Linked DNA regions of Macaca mulatta: region 1 is linked to region 2. A link is a contact called in public Hi-C data. All regions are on one chromosome and are shown on one strand. The core of a region is the stretch at or near the end of the contact, and the rest is flanking DNA. Distances in the headings are between cores, read along the strand shown.

What was found. A called contact is a pair of places that touch in the nucleus more often than the background predicts.
Region 1: a Hi-C map of fetal cortex germinal zone shows a contact between it and region 2, with 2.6 times the contacts expected there. The contact joins the promoter of DACH1 here to the enhancer-like site in region 2.

Annotation. Positions count from the first base shown.
Region 1 is chr17:66,615,932-66,622,834 of T2T-MMU8v2.0, reverse strand. DACH1 (dachshund family transcription factor 1) reads left to right here and starts at 1,589. Exons shown (of 12, transcript XM_015121170.3): 1 at 1,589-2,869. The coding sequence starts at 2,022.
Region 2 is chr17:65,993,102-65,999,924 of T2T-MMU8v2.0, reverse strand. No RefSeq gene overlaps it. Among named protein-coding and RNA genes, the nearest start is that of DACH1, 620 kb to the left of the region's middle. Within about 2 kb of position 3,649, at least 8 of the 40 cell types and tissues checked have an H3K27ac peak or open chromatin away from gene starts, as enhancers often do. A contact at or near this core is called in fetal cortex germinal zone, where this site is marked.

The DNA of each region.
Region 1 (6,903 bases), core at 340-2,839, 620 kb before region 2:
TTTAGTAAAATCATACACTAATTAGTCCATAGTGTCATATTTCTATTTCTCGGTAGACAGTTCTTGCACTTTTTGACATTACGATTCACAGAGTTCAAAGGCTTAAAATGATAAAGAGAAATGAGATCATTTCAACACCAGAATGGTGAAAATTGTATTATAAAATTTCCCAACACTGTGAACCTCTACTAATAGTTTATTTTAAAATCTGCCAAATACTAAAGCATTGCTTCATATCTTATAAACTTAATGAACATGTGTAGACCGGTTCAAAGGCTAACTAATTGAAGATACTTGGAGATATGAGTAGCAAATAGATTTGACCCATTTTCAAATCATATGTTAGTCAAAAATCCTTGAATAAATATCTCAATGCAACAAGTTAGAAAAAAGAAGAAAAGGAAAGAGGAAGGAAAGGAGAAGAGAGTCCAGTCTAAACTCAGCCTCATGTTGTTTTAAGCACAGCTACTCGTCTTTACAAGTCAACTAGTGAGATTTGTTTTTGTTCTTCTCATTATTTACAAAACATATATTTACTGACAAATTGAAAAGGACTTTCCAAAACTACAGCAGCACTTTTCAAACATGAAAAAAAAAAATAACTATTGTGTTGTCCAAAAAACACATTAGCAGCTGGCCTTGGGTCTTAAAGGACATGAGGATAGTTGGTTACTATGTAAGACAGGTGATTTAATTACAGAGTTTTGGGTAAGAAAAGCCTTTTTCCACTTTCTAAATCTTCAAGGATGCCTTATCTCCTTGGTATCTCTAGGTTTAACAGGTATTTCTGACTGGCTTTTGGGGCGACAGTGAAGTTATTCTAAATCATCCACATCAAGTCAAGCATTTCTTTCCACAACCTATTAGGAAATATGGAATTGAATACCGAGCTTTCCATTATTCTTAAGCGATTTCGGACTGACTTTCTTCTCACCACTTGAAAACTGTCCTGGAATTTTTCACTATCTTTATATAAATAATTTAGTAGAGAAATAAAACAATCATATGCAAAAGAACGTTACGCTTTGCTTACATGTGAATTTTCCTCAAAATAATTTCTGAACAATTATGAAGTGGGGGCTGTGTTTTCATTTCTAGCTCATTGCCAAAACGCGTGGAGATGGATCCTAAATCCTTGAAGGAGAGCTCGGAGCGCTCTGGCTCCTGTTTAAGTTGGCGGGCGATTGTTAAGAAGCTTTGGAAAAAATTACCAGTCGCCGCGAACGAAATGGAATGTGAGACATGCAATCTAACGGTAGTAGTAGAAGAGAAGTAGATGATCTCCCTCTTCTTTTCCGATCGCCACTTCTGTGTCCCTGGCTTTTCCTCTCCGTCCCTCCCACAGTTTCTTTCCGTATCCTCCCCCTCCCCTCCTCCCTTCCTCGCACGCTCCCTTTCCAGTGTCTCGCGCTCTCGGAGTCTCTGCTCCGAGTTCCTGGTTGGATAATTTGGGTTAATACTAGTGAGTGAGGTTTTTGCGGCTTCAAAGGGTATTTCAAGTTTCCGGAGCTCCTCCCCTCTGCACCGTGTGACAACAACAACTCGTCCAGCCGGCAGCCTGCACTTTTCAGCTCATTTTCTCTCTGTCATTCCCCTCTCAATCTTTGATCAATGTACTTGCCAGGGAGAGCCCAAGTCCTTCAAACCTCCTCCTTTTCACCTTCATCCTTAACTTTGTGCTAGACCGGGACCCACACAACAACAGCCGACCCTCCCCCCTTCCCCCCCCAAACCAGCCCTCGATCCCAGCCCCCGGAGAGGACTCGCATTTCGACTTGCGGGACACTTTTGTGCGTTTCTCTCCAGAGCGCCTCTCGTGCTCGCCCCTCCTGCGCTCTCTCTTTATTACCTTCACCTCCTTTTCTCCCCCTTCTCTCCCTTTCTCCTTCTCGTTCTCTCCTGGAGTTGTTGTTGTTGCCCCCCTCGCTCCTTCTCCCCCCTTTTTTCCCCTTCCCCTCCCGGGGGTGTGTGGCAACTTTTCCCCTCGCTTCTCCTCCGTCTGTTTCCCCTTATATGTGACCATGGCAGTGCCGGCGGCTTTGATCCCTCCGACCCAGCTGGTCCCCCCTCAACCCCCAATCTCCACGTCTGCTTCCTCCTCTGGCACCACCACCTCCACCTCCTCGGCGACTTCGTCTCCGGCTCCTTCCATCGGACCCCCGGCGTCCTCTGGGCCAACTCTGTTCCGCCCGGAGCCCATTGCTTCGGCGGCGGCGGCGGCCACAGTCACCTCCACCGGCGGCGGCGGCGGCGGCGGCGGCAGCGGAGGCGGCGGCGGCAGCGGTGGCAACGGAGGCGGCGGTGGCGGCGGCGGCGGTGGCAGCAACTGCAACCCCAGCCTGGCGGCCGCGAGCAACGGCAGCGGCGGCGGCGGCGGCGGCGGCATCAGCGCTGGCGGCGGCGTCGCCTCCAGCACCCCCATCAACGCGAACACCGGCAGCAGCAGCAGCAGCAGTAGCAGCAGCAGCAGCAGCAGCAGTAGTAGCAGCAGCAGCAGTAGCAGCAGCAGCTGCGGCCCCCTCCCCGGGAAACCCGTGTACTCAACCCCGTCCCCAGTGGAAAACACCCCCCAGAATAATGAGTGCAAAATGGTGGATCTGAGGGGGGCCAAAGTGGCTTCCTTCACGGTGGAGGGCTGCGAGCTGATCTGCCTGCCCCAGGCTTTCGACCTGTTCCTGAAGCACTTGGTGGGGGGCTTGCACACGGTCTACACCAAGCTGAAGCGGCTGGAGATCACGCCGGTGGTGTGCAATGTGGAACAGGTTCGCATCCTGAGGGGACTGGGCGCCATCCAGCCAGGAGTGAACCGCTGCAAACTCATCTCCAGGAAGGACTTCGAGACCCTCTATAATGACTGCACCAACGCAAGGTGAGTCGCGGGGGATAGCCCCCGCCACCCGCGCCCCTTCCCACCCGCCTGCTCGCCCTGCCCTCGCTCCCTTCCCGGCGCCGCTCGCTCTGCGCGCCCGCGAGCCGCGCGCCCCGGCGAGCGCGGCCCTCTCCTCTCCTGCTCGGGGTTCGCCAGCCGCGCCCGACCCCTGAGAAGCTGGCACCTCACCCTGCCCAGACCTCGCTCTTCGGCCCGGTCCGCCCCTTGCCCAGTGGGTCCTGGGGATGGGCTGCTGTGGGACGCGGGAAAAGCCGAGCCTCGGGGCGGAGGGGACGAGCCGGAGGAGGAAGGCGTCTTTCCTGGAGCCATAGCCCCCTGCCCCGGGCGCGCGGGCGCCTGGAGACCCCTCTCAGCGCTGCCGTCCGCGTTCGTGCGCTCCCTAGGACCTGGGTTCCACCGCCCGCTTCCCAGCACCGACAGGGCTGATCTGTGGCGCCGAGCGCCGTCCCAGGGGCGGGGAGAGGTCGTGACCTGCTCCGCAGGGCTCGGGGAGCGGGGAGACGCGCTCCGGGTGAGGGGCCCGCTGGGAAAGGCGAGGGAGCGGGCCAGCACCCAAGGAGGGCACTTTGAGGTCGGGAGGGAAATGACCCGCGAGGCTGAGAGACCGGGGCCATCCCGGGGGATGAGCTCCGGGGAGCTGAGCTCCGAAGCCCGGAGGGGAAGCCCGTCGAGGGGAGGGGTCTGTGTGTTCGCGCATGTGTGCGTGTGTCCGCGTGTGAGTGAGTGCGTGTGCAAAGGAAATAAAGGGGTGCGGTGGCCCCGGGGCAGATGCGAGGGCAACCAGCAGGTTTTCTTCGGTAGGGGGAGGTGACCGAGTGCCCGAGACTCAATGGAAGCTGAACTGGAGAGATTAGGAAGGAAAGCCACGAAGCGCGCTCTCTCTCGATCTCTCTCTCTGTCTCTTTCTCTCCAAAGTGTGTTTTCTTTCTTTCTTTCTCTTTTCTTAAAGGTTAGTAGCTTAAGCAGCGAGCAGGTGCACACTTTGCACTGGAATGCTGAGCGGGCCTGATACTCTGTTCCTTGGCTTCCCCAGCCCAGCAGAGCGCGCGCACCGAGGAGGCGGCGGGACCGGTCCCCAGCCAGACCAGTTTTATGCTAATGAACGCTCAGTGGGGGAGGATCTACCGAGAGGGGGCGGGAGTGGGGCAACTTGTCAGTTTCGGGTTAGAGATGATCATTCCACCCCCTTTCACAGCTCCGCTTTGTCCCCACGGTTCGCTGCAAGGAAGTGCAGAGGCAAAAGTTCAGAGTGGGATTCCGGGAGAAAGAGAATAGGGAAAGTTGAAGACCTGAAGCGGGCACGTGGGAACTGCGCGCAAAATTTGCGCGGAAACTTCGGTGCCCTCCAAATAAGTTTGAAGATTGAGAGAAGGAGCGGAGTTGGTGTGTGCCCCCGCAGAGACAGGGAAACTTAGGTGGAAGGGAAGTGTAATAAGGAGACCAGAAGGAAATTGTGTTGAAAAAGCGCTAGCTCTTTTTCCATGGAGAAAGACTTCTCGCCTTGTGCCCGAGAAGGCTGAGAAAAGAAAAAGATTCGAATTCCAGTCCAGCAAATGTCCTATCCTGACCTAGCCAGAAATTCTTTTCCGTGTTTAGGTACCCTTCGTTCCATGGGACATGGGTGTGTTTGGGCTTTGAACCTTCGACTATTTGGGGGTAAATGCTCTGTGTGTGTGTGTGTGTGTGTGTGTGTGTGTGTATGCGCGCGCGCCCAAATGTATGGACAGGTGGCAGTAAAGATGGGGGGTAGTGGGGGTTGCGGAAGCAAGATCACTAAATGTCATTTACTCAGATAATTGGAGCTCTTGGTCGTGCAGAATATAAAATATTTGCCCCAAATCTATTTGAATCAGGTCAGAAAAATTGTTCTGGAGTTGCGAAGAAAGCTAGGTGAAATTTGAAGCTAGTTCAGATATGATAGTTATAAAATTGTCTGCCTATCCAGTAAATTGGTGAATCGCTACTGTTTTTTTTTTCTCCTTAGTAATCAAACATCTACTCTCCTCAGAATCCTCTTTATGTGTTTCTTACAACACACTAGATACTAGATAATTAAAGTCCATTTCACATACACATACGTAAACACACAAAATTGCTGGAGAAAACTTCCTTCAGTGACTGCATTATAATAAGTGTTATAATCAGTGTTAAACTTGATTTATTCCCTGAATTTTTGCCTAGATTTTAAGTCCTCACCATGTGGTTGGAGAATATTCTTAAAGTTATTAACTAAATTTTTTTTTCAAGTTTTTTTTCCTCCTGAGGTTAACAACAGATCTGGAGTTTAAACTTGCAGAGCCAAGATAAGTCAAATACAGTGGAACTGTTTATCTCTTCACAAATATCTCATCACTACTGTAATTATGTTTCAATCACCTGGCCTTAATAATTTGCAATTACATGTGTTGCTCTAAAACCCTATTTCAAGTTATGTTTAAGTTAAAGGCAGTAAGTTTGTTTATTTAGTATTGAATTTGATCATATGTCAACTAAAAAAAGCTTACTCTAACTTAAATACATGCAATATTGTAGTAATTAACTTGAGAAGGTGTTTAGTTGCAAATACTTACCTTGATTTTCCTAACTCTGCCACTGATTGAAGAAATTGGGAACTTGTAATGGAACTCTCTTTCACCAAATATACTGTTTACCTTATATTATTATTTTTAATGATTATAATAAGCATTATTGTCTTATTTCTTACCTTTGAAAGCTTTGAAATGTTTTGCATCTTGCATTTATAAAATTTTGATTACTTTTTCATTCAAGTCCAGTTTATATCTTTGCTATGAAGAACCTTATTTATTCACCTAGATGTATTGATTTATTTCACTTTGGTTTCTTTTTCCTCTAGCTACTTGACAGGCTAAGGGAGTAATTTATGTAGAGTATAAGAGAAGCTGAGCAAGAAGGGAAACTATATAAAAGTACTATATATACACCCATATATGTGTGTATATAATTTATACATGTACATGTTATAATTTATATAAAATGAGAAACATCAAATCTTAGCACTCTCAGCTTTTTACAGAATCTATATCTCTCTCTTAATAGCATGGAATAATAATACCAGGGATTTTGAGGAACCAAAATGATGTTACAGAAAAGTAAGGTTCATAAACTTGCTCAAAGTTTCTCAGTAAGTTAGTAGCAAACCTTAGAGTGGATTTAATTTGCTTGGGGCTATTGCATTAGTATGCTATTTATGAAAACTAGAATAAATGTTGAAGCCATCTGTCATTACCACAAGGAGATGAAAAAGAGACTATCACCTGCTAGACAGTAAAGCTAAAAAATAAAGGTCTCAAAACATGAAAGAAACCTAAGGAAATATATTTAAAAGTTGTCAAAGGGCAAAGTCTGTCCTTGATCAGCTTCCTCCAATTATTATTTTAAAACTAAACATTAGTTGCATGAACTTGGCTGTTGCAACAGAGGTCAGTTAATTAACTGCTTACCATTAAATAACAACAACAAAAAAAGAAAAGTAATTATGTACACGGTCAAATCTCTGTTTGTATGAGTCAGTTCCCTTTTTGTAGATTTGGGTTAGGATTCAATTTTCCATGAATCCAGGTTTTAAAAAAGCGACCCTGTTTTATTATGTTATCTAAAATATTCATTTCTTTTATTATTGAAGATAATTTTGTCTCAGGATCTTTCAAACAAGATTGTGATGTAGGTTCTAAGTAACCCTAGATTTGAGGAGTATTTAACTTAAGTAGATTCCAGTTATTCTTATATATTTTATAGGTGCATATATATATTCACAAACAGAATTCTTTTGTCTTAAAATACCATCCATGGACAAAATATTGAAAGAATTTTATGTTTCCGTAGTAATATATGAATGAAATTGTAGTGTAAGAAGTACAAAATATTTTCCAATTCTTGACTCTATTTTTTTTTTTTTTTTTTGGTTAGGAGTTTTAATAAAGATGGCAAACCGAACCAGTCTATATTTATTTAACATTTGCCCTGTTGCCTGCTTTTCAGTGACACAGACTTAT
Region 2 (6,823 bases), core at 2,400-4,899:
CAAAACATATTGATAATTCTGTCTCCTAGAAACTGAATTTAACTGTAAATACAAGATCTGAAAAATAGTGGCTGAAACAGGATAGGGCTCTATTTTTTCTTTAATAAAGTAAGTCCAGAAGTAGATAATCTAGATCTGATATGGAGGCTCTTGTGGATGAGTTTCATAAATATTCTGAGATTCTTCAGTCTTTTTTCTCTTGAAGCTTGGCATTCATACTCAATCTGTAGTTGCAAGACGACTGGTAAACCCAAGCAATTACATCCATGTCCCCAGGCAAGAAGAAGGATTAAAACAAAAAAGAAATAGATGGACTAATGCTTTCTGCCAATTAAGTCAGATTCTTTGACGAGGAGCGATCCTGGAAACCCCAACTAAAAATTCTACTGATGTTACGCAGGAAAGAAGTTAATCACATGGCCACTCCTATACATAATGATGTGTGTCACGTAAAAATCTTTCAGGTGAGCGCATTGCTATTCACTTCTCACAAAAAAGTATACCGGCAAAGAAGAAAGAGTGAATGTTTACTTTGTACATAGTTAAGAGGCTCTATAGACCCTTCCCAATGACTCAATCCTAAACTTATGGAAATTTTGTTTAAAAAATGATATGTGAATTTGTATGCATACATGTATATTCTTGTGTTTCATGGCTTTTGTTTCTCCATAGGCAAAAGCCAGCAAAATTTTGTATTTTTTTGTGCTTCAAATATAATGAAAGAATTATAATGGAATCTCTTTCTAATAAAAAAAAAAATCTCTAAGGGCTATCTCCTGTGCTGATAAAGGAAACTCACCTCAGTAGTCACCTGTTCTTGATTTCTCCAGCAAAACCCTTTTCTGACAGTCTGGGAAGTCAGGAAAACTTTGGTAAGTAAGTGTTGATTAAAAGTGGAATCACAGACTCCGGGCATACTAGTCTTCTTATTTAATTATTATTTTCGAAATGTGCTGAAAGAAGTGCTACATTGTGATAGAATGAATACATTCAATTTATAGTAAACACATTATTCTATCTATGAATGAAATTGTCACTCTAATTTTATCAATGCATACAAATTTAACCATTTCATGTCACTTCTGGTTCTTTGGTTTTTAGTACAAGTTGACATTGGATAACTGAGAAAAACAAAAATTTATGAGAAAGCTATAAGCATGAGCTAAGGAAAAGAGGAGGAGGAAGGAAGCTTTCGAAAGAGGCAAAATGGGGCCCACTATAGGATTCCCAAGTTCACGGAAGAAGGAACTGAGTAGTAGTTAAGAGTAAACCATTTCCAGGGTGTCCTGCTTTATAATCCCATGTAGAAGTTCCATTCTGGACGGAGAGATGTCAATGATTTATTGAGCACCACTCTCTGGTGGGGGAAGCCACTTGGATTTGACTGAAACCTATGCAAGAAGGGTACTCCTCCAAAACATACTCAATGCTTTTACCACAATTCAATGTGGTAAAAACAATACATGTTCAGAATAGCTTCTGAGGGTTTTTATTTTTTCCTAAGGTAGCATACTATGCTTTTAATGTTTCAAAAGCATGAACATCATGAATATTTGAAAACACTTAGGTCCATTGTAAAAGAATAGGTTGTCCTTACAACTTCCTTTAATGTTTAAATGCCAGGTGCTAGGGAAAACTTTTATTTGTCTTATTCTATCAAGATGAAGGTCACAATTTTATGACCATTGATGTCACCGTGTTTTCCATCTAATTCCTTGTATATTTTCAGGCACTGTGGCCAAAAATTAAAAGCACTTCCCTTTGTTTTCCTATGGGATCCCATAGCATTCTCATACCACAACAGTGGCCAAGGATCCACATGACTTTTTCCTACTGTTAATCTGGCACTGAAAACTATTTCATTTCTACAGAAGCAATTGCAATCTAAATTGCTTTTTGATCCATAGATACATTTATTTTCCTGTTTTTTTTCTTGCTATTGTTTTAGTTTTTCTCTGAAAACACAAAAGTAATACGGATTTTAAAATTCACCTCTGAAGAGAGAGCACACAAATATGCTTTTTGTATAAACTGGGTTAACATTTACATTTACAAGTAAATTCTTTTATAGAGGTTTTCTATTTCAGCCAGAAATGATAAGCAGAAATGCACAATATGACCTAAACAATATCACCAACATCACACTTTTTGTTTTTCCATGTAATTTTTATTTTAAGTCAATACACAGAACCTGATATTTTAAAGAGCAGTCTCGGGTTTTTTTCAACTGCTTCAGAATACATTTTTATAGATGAAGATTTGATAGCTTCATGGACTAGTATTACAAACTTGTGAAAAATCACAAGGAAAGTCTGAAAGTTAAAATAACTCTCTGTCTTAGCTGCGCTGGTAGCGAGCACTAGCTGTTGACCTTGGACCTAGATCATGCTAAAGAACCAGCGGTTGTTAGAAAAAATAAATTGAGGAGATGTATGAAATCTATTTCTAGGTAAAGGCACAGATGACCAGGGCCTGAAATACATTGGTCACGTTTCTCAGTGTTAATATCTTTGCTGTGATAAGTTTTTTTGTCAGGATGTAAATTCTGCTGGTATGATCTCTGTAGAGCTTCATAGCACAGCTAATGAAGAGCTCCTTTACATGTGTGTTTTCTTTCCACTTATCCAAATTATATAATGTAAACTCCAAGCTATCAGGAAAATTAGCTGAAGTAAACAAAACATACTGTTTGCTAAAATACTTTTGTATTCTCTCTTTAGTTTTAAAAATATTTAAATTCATGATAAATATAATAGCTTTTGCAGATATTTGTGAAAATTCAGACAAGCAAATTCCTTTCATGGTCAGATAGATGATTATAAAAAACAAGGCTAAATTCAAGCAAATATGGTTAGCTGGATCACAGTTTGAGTGAGGTCATAACCCTGAACAATTTTCTTAGATAATATCATCAATAATACTTCTAAGGGCTGAGCATTTTTTTACAAAATGTCACAGTTATAGGAACCTACAGTATAATTGTATATATATGACCTTCTTTGTTGGTATAAAAGCAGGATTAGTTCATAATTGGCCCATGAGCCATGAGAAGGTACCATGCAGAACATGAAAATGTTGGTGTGCTAGACGTAAGCCTGGATGATTTGAATGGAAGAAGAGGTCCCTGGTAGGGTAATAATAAATATTTGCGTTAGGTCATGAAAAGTGTGAGTGTCCCTTCTCAATTACCCTTTTCTAGTTGATAACTAAATTATTCTCACACCCTTAGTTTGGAAGGACAATTTCTGGAGAAGTAAAATCACACCAATTCCCTGAGATGGATCTGTTTTCTGAATAAATCCTGTTATTATCTGTTATTCTCTTATTCATTTTTTTTCTAAGATTCAGTGTTTACTGTTGACTGTCTCCACAATTTTCAATGTAAGCACCGTCTCTCTTCTCCTCCCCCCACACCGCCACCCACCCCCATATGCATGTGTGTGTGTTTAATGTGTGTGTGTGCATGTTTGTATTTAAGGCCTCAGTTAAATGCCCAAGTCCAGAGTCACCAGAGCCACATTTTACTTTTGTCAGAAGTGGTGTAGGACCTCGAAGAGCATGTTGAAAATGGTGTAGATAGAGAAACTCCCTGTGTAGATTAATTCAGTGCACAGCTGGGGCTGGGAGGGCAAGCCCATTCTAGGGAATGAAGAATGGCCGATCAGGGGTGGAGCTGCCCGCCTCCCTCTCCACAATGTACTAATCCTCAATTTGGCACTGCTTTAAAAGAAAAGAAATCTAAATTGAGGCCAGCTGATTTCTTACTGAATCAGCCAGCTGGATGTGGAGCCAATTTCCGCAGCTTCCACGCTGTGGTAGCCAGGAAATATTTTAATTGAAAGAACTCTATGTTGACAAATACCAAAGACAACCTATTTATAACTTTTAAACAATATTTATGGAATTCCCTGATTTAATAACATGTTCCTTTAAACTCAATTACAAACTAAAATAATTGTTAGTCTGGAACCAAAGTTAGATGATGTGGAAAGAAAATAAATACAACAAAAGTAAAGAAAAAGGAAAGAATAACTAGTAAATGATGTACACAAATCAACAGGCATGTGTAATTGAGGTTGACAATATACATATATTCAGCAAAAGCAGTTTCAAGTCACAAGTCGGTGTGATTTTTAAACACTTGTAGTTTAGAAGATTTAATATTATACAATCAGTGATAGTATCTTTTTAAGCACTTACAGTTTTAACAGCTATGTATAAATAAGCATATTAGGTAGAGTTTTTTTTTTTTTGGTGCTAGTCAATCTGAATGATTTCTTATTTCTTTCCCCTTTATAGTGAAATTAGCTGTGCTTTAAATGACCCCAAAACACAAACAAAATCCAATAGAAACTTTCTCTCTTCCTTAACATCAGTGATTAAAAGTACTTAATTATATGGATGACACAATAGTAAAAACTTTTAAATATATAGTCTCCTTTTAAAAAATTGTGATGAAGTTTATTGACCTTGCATCATAATTAAAACTATTGAATTTTGTAGTTGTTTTCCCGTGAGTGATTGTTTAACGTTTGAAAGCAGTGCTTTGTCCTGGTAAATTATCTCTTCTTTGTGTATAGTTTTTTCCTTAAATAACCCAACTTTTTACAATGTTTAATGTAGTGCATGTAGTAACTTTTTTTTGTCTTATAATCAGAGATATTATCATAAAACTACTTTTACTCACCCAAGGAGAAGTGATGAATTAGAGAGTAAGAATGGTTTGGAACATGGTTCATTTCATATTAAAATGGTAACAAAGTGTAAAATTGATGATTTATGCAGTTCTATTTACCTGTGAATCACATATAAAATCACATAATTATATTGGATTTGGGAAGATATTATTATCAAACTCATCTGCTTTGGAAAAGCTACTGTTGTTTTCTCCATTACTGTTACTGGTGATGGAGAATTATCAAATGTGGTAATGCTGATAGCTATGGTGTGCTGTAAGGCAGCTCTCCCTAGTGGACACTGCTATACCCATGCTCAGTCTATGCCTCCAAAGTGAAGAAGGTCCCCATGAACTTTTTGAGTATAATTATAGATAAATAGATATCAAGGTGTTAGGTGTAGTGTATATGCATTTAAAAATATTGTTATCTCAAATGAAAAATTTGTTTTGTGGTAGGGATATTAAAATTCAATGTTTATGCATCTCTCAAAATAGAGAAAGTATATTTGGACATCATGATCCTCCAAATTAGTTATTTATCGAAGCAAATAATAAAAAGTGACAAGAGAAACCTTTTACATTATTGTAGAAGAGATAAGAGGAATATTGACCTTCATGAAATCTGGAGCAAAAACATTAGCAAATAAAACCCAAGTGTAAATTTAAAAAGAAAATGGTGGAGAACCGTTGGGAATTATTTAATCATAGAAGAATGTGCCTGCCACAGAATTTCATAAGTAATTTTATTGGAGAAAAAGATGCACCTCGTTACTCATTATCCATTCTTATGAAATGTTCATCCACATGCCATGCACAATGATGCATTTGTAGGCTTACACCCTCTTTGAAAAAAAAAAGGCATTTTGCATTTAAATTGCTCTTCCATGTCTAAAGTAGCTGTAAGGAGGAGAGTATGAGCCTCAAAAGAATAACATGTAATACAAATAGCTAAAACAACATTGGACATAGTTTGAAACATTGCATTGTGTTTTAATTTATAATAATTAATTTATTAGATTGCTTTATTTTGATTCCATAAAATTGTGGACAGTGATCATAGGTGGAACAACCTCTCATACAGTACTCGAGGCAAAGTGTTACATAATGGTCTATTGTCTCTGGGGTTATAGTCAGCAAGATAAAGGCCCATTAGGCACATAATGTATGTCCATTTATGAATATTCACAACTTCTCATTTAAAAAGTAAGAAAAAAAAAGACAGACATAAAAGCAGAATCACTCCATCTGCAACCCTCAACACCCATTTAATTGTTTTTCATTCCTGAAAACCTTAACCTCTGTTCTGAAAAAGCACATAGAAAGGAATAACCCAGCTTTGTTTTTACGCCATTATTAAGGGAAGTGAGATGGTGTTCTTAATGTTATTTTAGGAAAGTGGGAACTCATTCAGCCCTTAGGACTATCAAATAGGGTTCAAACAGTATATATGCCTATTGACTGGTGGACCATTTGACCAAATCTATGAATAAGTAAACGCTATGTAAAGAAAGGAGAAATTCCATTTCCCAATCCACCTCTGCCTCTATGTAGGTTTTTTGTTTTTTTTTTTTTTTTGGATCAGTTTCAATTAAAGAAGAGATTAGAAGAAGAAGATCAGGATTAAAGATGTAGCCTCTCATTCAAAGTAACATGGAAGCCTCAATTAACATATCATTAAAAAAAACAGGAAACATAGTATTCATATTGTGAAAATGCTCATTATTTAAAATTTGGGACCAACAAAATTTTTACTGAAAAAGAAGATAGAGAGAGAGAGGAAAGGTAGAGGAGGGAGGGGAAAAATTGGAAATATTTTTGGAAGAGGAAACCAGCACTCACTGGTCTGCCATGGATTAGCTAAGATCTAAACCTTCCACAGATTTCTGAGGTGGTAATTCTCATGTGGAGACATTGAGAAAGGAAACAAAGCAGTTTCCTCATCACTTAGAAAGACTCAGGTGACTGGGGTGTGGGCACTTCTTAAAAAGGGATTTTTTTTTTTCTCAATCTACATGGGCTAAAAGAGCACATCTGCAAAATAGCTACATGAAACTAGAATGTGTTCCAGTGTATACACGAGTAGAAAAATACATAGTGCACTAGATAGGCACATGAGAAAAATAATTGTTACTGCCCCTGTGAGAA